Regions from separate parts of the Mus musculus genome. Here region 1 is linked to region 2. Evidence: chromatin contacts called from public Hi-C data. All regions are on one chromosome and are shown on one strand. Each heading gives the region's core, a stretch centred on a gene start, on an enhancer-like site or on the middle of the called end of the contact. The rest is flanking DNA. Distances are from core to core; before and after follow the strand shown.

Evidence for each region. Hi-C and Micro-C count contacts between places; a contact is called where the count stands out from the background.
Region 1: a contact with region 2 is called in a Hi-C map of bone marrow-derived macrophages, with 4 times the contacts expected there. The contact joins two enhancer-like sites. A contact is called at or near these places in 1 of 484 Hi-C or Micro-C datasets (bone marrow-derived macrophages) and 1 of 115 datasets of contacts at active chromatin or transcription factors (astrocytes).

Annotation. Positions count from the first base shown.
Region 1 is chr6:33,822,872-33,825,571 of GRCm38.p6, forward strand. The region is part of intron 12 of Exoc4 (exocyst complex component 4); the gene reads left to right. Among named protein-coding and RNA genes, the nearest start is that of Gm13853, 170 kb to the right of the region's middle. Within about 2 kb of position 1,335, at least 56 of the 459 cell types and tissues checked have an H3K27ac peak or open chromatin away from gene starts, as enhancers often do. A contact at or near this core is called in bone marrow-derived macrophages, where this site is marked.
Region 2 is chr6:33,404,460-33,407,159 of GRCm38.p6, forward strand. The region is part of intron 7 of Exoc4 (exocyst complex component 4); the gene reads left to right. Among named protein-coding and RNA genes, the nearest start is that of Gm38785, 37 kb to the right of the region's middle. Within about 2 kb of position 1,307, at least 9 of the 459 cell types and tissues checked have an H3K27ac peak or open chromatin away from gene starts, as enhancers often do. A contact at or near this core is called in bone marrow-derived macrophages, where this site is marked.

The DNA.
Region 1 (2,700 bases), core at 85-2,584, 420 kb after region 2:
GACTCCCAATTTGGCAAGTTTTATGTCAAGCTAAAGTCATCTGAGAGTAGGGAACCTCAGTTAATAAAATGCTTCCATCAGAAGGGGGTGGAGGCAAGCCCGTAGCACATTTCTTTAAGTTAGTAGTTGGCAGGGTGTGGTGCCCACTATGGTGCCTCTGCTGGGCTGGTGGCCTTGCATTCTGTAATAAAGGAGGCTGAGCAAGCCAAGGGAAACAACCCAGTAAGTAGCACCCCTCCATGACCTCTGCATCAGCTTCTCCTCCAGGTTCCAGCCCTTTTTAAGTTCCTATCCTGACTTTCTTCAGTTATGATGTGGAAGTGTAAGCCAAATAAACCCTTTCCTCCCCGAATTGTTTTTTGGTCATGGGGTTTCATAGCAGCAATAGGAGCCCTAACTAAAAGACATTAGATCAGCAGGCTTGGCAGCACTTACCTACTAAGCCGATGTCCTGGTTCTTTTGGAACACAGCCATTGCTTTAGGTTCTTGGTCTGTGACACTCTAAAAATGATCTTGATTCTTTTGTCTAGGAGACTGAACCCTGTGGAAACAAACACACACACACAAACACACACAAACACACAAGGTGGGGGGAGTGAGGGACAGAGAGAGACAGAGAAAGAGGCAGAGGCAAAGATGTCCACTTCTTGTTTCCCCAGATGATTCCATACACATGATTGTCTGGGGGTGATGTACACAGCTCCTGAATTATGGGTCTAATGTAAATTCATCTGTGATTGGGAAAAGCAAATCTGTAAACCTTTGAAGTCAACCAAGTAGAAAACCATCTTTATACTTGTTTTACATGGACATGTGTGTACGTTCTCCACACGCAACCCCAAGGAGCGTGTTTCTGTGACTTCATCAGGTTTTTCAGGTTTAGGGAGCGTGTGTTTTCTTCTTGCGTGACTCTGAAGATGCAGTGTCCTTACTTCCTCTCTTCCAGTCTGTTGCCCTCCCCCGGATTGGCACCTGCTGAGGAGTAATTAGGGCAGTCCTAATTTGGACAACCAAATCCTGATTACAGTGAGAGGAAAAACAGGAAATGTTCTAGTTTTTCTGCCAGCAAATGACTGACTTAAATAGAAAGCCATGTACAATTCAAATGATCCAAAATGATATAACACTAGGGAGGGGAGGAGGGAGGAAGTAGGGAAACATTGCAGTCCGACTTCGCCCTCGTGATTCTCAGCAGATCTTGCATGGAAGCTGTCAAATCTGTGAGCTCACAATGCCCTCTGCTGAGAACCAGTCTCTCAGGAGAACCTGAGCAGAGCTGTGGGTTTAAAGATCTGAGGAAAGGTCAGGGACATCTCTCCTGTGAGAGCACAGTGCTCAAGAGAAAGACTGCTCTGGAATGATGTCATGGCACGTGATTGGGGTGCAGATGTTCCCTACAAGGGAAGTAAGAACTAGAAGTGTTTTCCTTAATTAGTCATACCCCTTGGAGCTTCAAGTAAACCCAGTTGTGAGTTCTGAAATGTACCATGTTCCTAATCAGGCAGTCTGTCTATTACTGTGCCACCTCTAAGCCAAATGCTTCTCTCCCCATGTTTGTCCTCTTTGCCCTGAGATTCAACCAGCAGTTCCATCTGTCCCCAACGAGTCATTTAATGCTTAGAATTCACAGTTTTTGTGAAGTTTCTCTTCATTTTAATTTGGTATCAGTTCATTAATTTTTCTCCAGTGGCCGGAGTACTCACACTTGTCTCTGTCTCTGTCTCTGTCTCTGTCTCTCTCTCTCTCAATCTCTCTCTCTCTCACACACACACACACACACACACACACACACACACACACACACACACACACAACCATGATGTTGAAGCTGGTAGAAAACACAAATAAAACCTCTGCTATATACTTAGAGGTTCCATTGATATCAGACACAGCATACTACTGAGAGTTATAAGCAGCTGGGGACTCACCTTTCAGCCATTCACTGTGTCTTCATAAAGGAGCTAGAAATTATGCTAAAGTATGAAGACACTTTGCAGCATGACACACCTGCAAGCTTAGCATGAACTCAGTGGAATTGCTGTAGAACTTGACTAGCATGCAAAGGGCCCTGGATTTGATCCCAAGCATACCAGAATGCTAAGGAGCACTCTTGAGAAAGGATGATGATAGCAGATCCAACTCAGGGGTAACACCTTGCTGCCCCCCTTGGCATGTTTGGTGAATGAATGAGGAAGCCTTTGCTAAACTGAATGGGGAGAATTGCAGTAAAGCAGAAGGGTGAATGGATGCATGCAGGAAAGCGAGCAAATCGTAACAAGGGCAGAATGTGTGCATAGGTAAGGAAGGGAAGTTTGGCATTTTCCCAGTTAGTGGCAAAGAGTACTATATGACTCCAATGGGGTGAGGTGGACGGCATGGTCCAAGTGCAGTTATAACACCCATTGTGTTAACTAGCAGAAACGGACATTCATGGATGCCTTCAAACTCAGGAAGTACTTCAGTACCCCTGCATAATCTGTAGGATTAAGAACAGAGTTGAGCTTGCCTTGAACATTTCCAACCTAATGAAATGTAAATGAAAAATAACCAACAACAAAAACAAAACAAAGTCATGAGCCAGAGGAACAGCAAAGGTCCACCCAGCTCTAACCCTCCTCAGCCTGTGAAGACTCTCCCACCTGCTTGGCTCACGCAGCACTAACACTCAGTGTTTTGGTTACTTTTCTGTTGCTATGACC
Region 2 (2,700 bases), core at 57-2,556:
TCTAGTGGTGTTATAATGGGCAAATTTATACAGACATTTTCCCCCATCCCTGTTGGTGTAGTGACGATAGAATTCCTTAGAATATCATTAGTGTCAGGCTGTGAGTGTAAGCCAGTAGACACCCCTGTAGTGCTGTGTCTGAGACTGTAGTATATTCAGCACATGCTTATTTTCTAACTCAGGTCCATATCTCTCTTTTATTTTCCATGGAGCCTTATGAGTCCTTGTTCCTTACTTTGGGTTTGGACATGTGCCTTTCCATGACCAATGACATGTTAACAGATTTGCTGCAGCAGAAGCTAGAAGTGTGTTTATGCTATGGCCTTGTGCTTTGTACTTCTATCAGTTGTCCTGAGTGAGCATGCTCGTAAATAGTTGCTAATTGATGGAGATGAGTGACCAGTGCTGGAGCTGACCTGTAGCTTTTTACCAAGTACAGCTGAGCCTGCCCTGCAGCTGAATTCTAGACAACCAGATTGTTGTTGTATTCTGCCCAGCATAGGGTAGTTTATACTCACTAATGTTGTGGCTGTAGCTAAGGGATACAGGATGATGGTGGTGTAAAGGTTGTTCCCTGGGTCCTGATTTTGGAGCATTGTCTTTCCATGTAAAATCAAGGTCTTTACTGTTTCAAAGCACCAATGCATCACAAAACCAGCATCAAAATAGGCCCTATTGAGAACGGAAATCTCTCACAAGGGATGAGAACAGTACAGATTTGGAAGAGGGTTTTGGTCTTCATTAGCTGATTCCCCAAGCCTGTCACTGGCAATTGTTATAGGAGATTATGGTAGTGCTTCCCTCCCCCTTGGATAAAATAGTTATATTTTCTTAGTGGTAACAAGGGAAGTGAATCCACACAGCCTCAATTATGAAAAGAGCCTATTAAAATTCCATTTTGTTTTTTTTAGAAGTAAACATATAAAGGAAGCTGGAGGAGGCCAAGCACCTTTTTAAAAATAATGATTGTCTTGGGCTAATTCTTTCACTGTGCCTTCAGCATCATTAGCTGCCAATCCTACTGTGTGGTCTCATTCGCAATCAAAACTGATTGGAAAGGAAAGGCCAGGGTGCCAGAGACTTCCCTAAAGCAAAGAACTCAGAAACCTGGCCATCGCTTAAACTGCTTACCCTCAGCAGTACTTCCATTTACTTTTCTTTCAGCTGGGGTGGGGTATTGTTCAGCGGGTATTGTAATACATATTTCAGAAGAGAATACTGGAAAAAGAAAAGGATACTTTGTGCAAGCTCGGCCTGTTCTCAGCATATCTCTTTCTTGCCCATTTCCTTGTGATCTTTCCCTTTGCTCTGAGCTCCCCCCTCTGGCATTCATGGTATATTTCCTCTTCTGTAATTGCAAATTGCAAAGCTTCCCTCCCAAATCATTTTGCAAATGCTTTAGATTGTACAATGACTGCAGGGGCAGTTTGCTAGAGAGGGAGGCAGAGGAACAACCTGCAACATTTACTTAGAGTCACTACAGAATAAAATAAACAAAACAAAACAAAACACTTCAAACCAAAAACAAAACAAAACAAAACAGAAAAACAATGTACCATTGATGTTGCTTCAAAGATCCAGCTTGTTAGAACCATTTTCCTTCCCTCCTGTGCCAGGTCTCTTGTGAGATCATGGACAGATCCATCTGGCTCTTTGCCATTGCAGTCAATCTTTATCATTATCCTGATATGTCATGCTGTCTTTCTCTCTGTCTCTCACTGTCTCACTGTCTCTGTTTGCGTGAGACTTATTTTGAGTAAATTCCTATGTTGTATTTTCTTTAAAAGATGATTGGTAATGCCCAGTTCTTTTCAATTAAAATACTGTTTTAGATTCACATTTTCAGCTTATCTCAGATTTCCACAAGAGAGAATTTTATCTTTTAAGCATAAACATTAGAACACAAGTTCTGATGGAAAATTGTATCATGTGCATTTATCTTGTTCAGTCTTTTTGTTGCAATATACCGAGAACCTTCAGATTTTTCTATTTTATTATATATTATTTTATTTAACTTTTTTTCCCCGCACAATATATTCTTTTTCGTTTGCTTATGTTTTGAGTCAGGGTTTTCCTCTGTGGCCCTGGCTCTTCTGGACCTAACTCTGTAGATCTGGCTGGTCTGTAAATCAGAATGATCTACCTGTCTCTGCATCTGAGGGATTAAAGGCATGTGCCATCACTGCCTGGACATACAATAAATTCAGATTTCTTCTCCCTCAGATTTTGCCCACTGTCTTTCCATCCAAATGTACAACTTCTTTCTTTCTGTTTAGAAAAAAAAAAGGCAAAATATGAAAAGGCAATCAAACTAAAATAAAAAACAAACACAGAAATACAAAACCCAGAAACCAAGAGAGATGCAGACACACATGCACACACATTTGCGCAGCACACACAAACACCATGAAAACATCCAGAAACCTTAGTCATTGATGGGCACCGTCTTGAACTTGGTAGTGATGCTTCTGCTGAGCTTTCCCATATTTCCCTTTGTGAGTGATGTATAGTAGGCCCAAGGCTCCTTTCAGCTACAGAGAGGCATGCATAATTTCAGAACTAACCCCCCAGGCTTCTATTTTTTTAATCTGACTTTTTCTGCTTTTCATGCCATCTGTCTTCTTTCCCCCTCCTATGCGGTTTGGTTGTAGATCATCCTATTTAGCTACTTATATTTGTCTCATAGGAGCTTTTTATGTT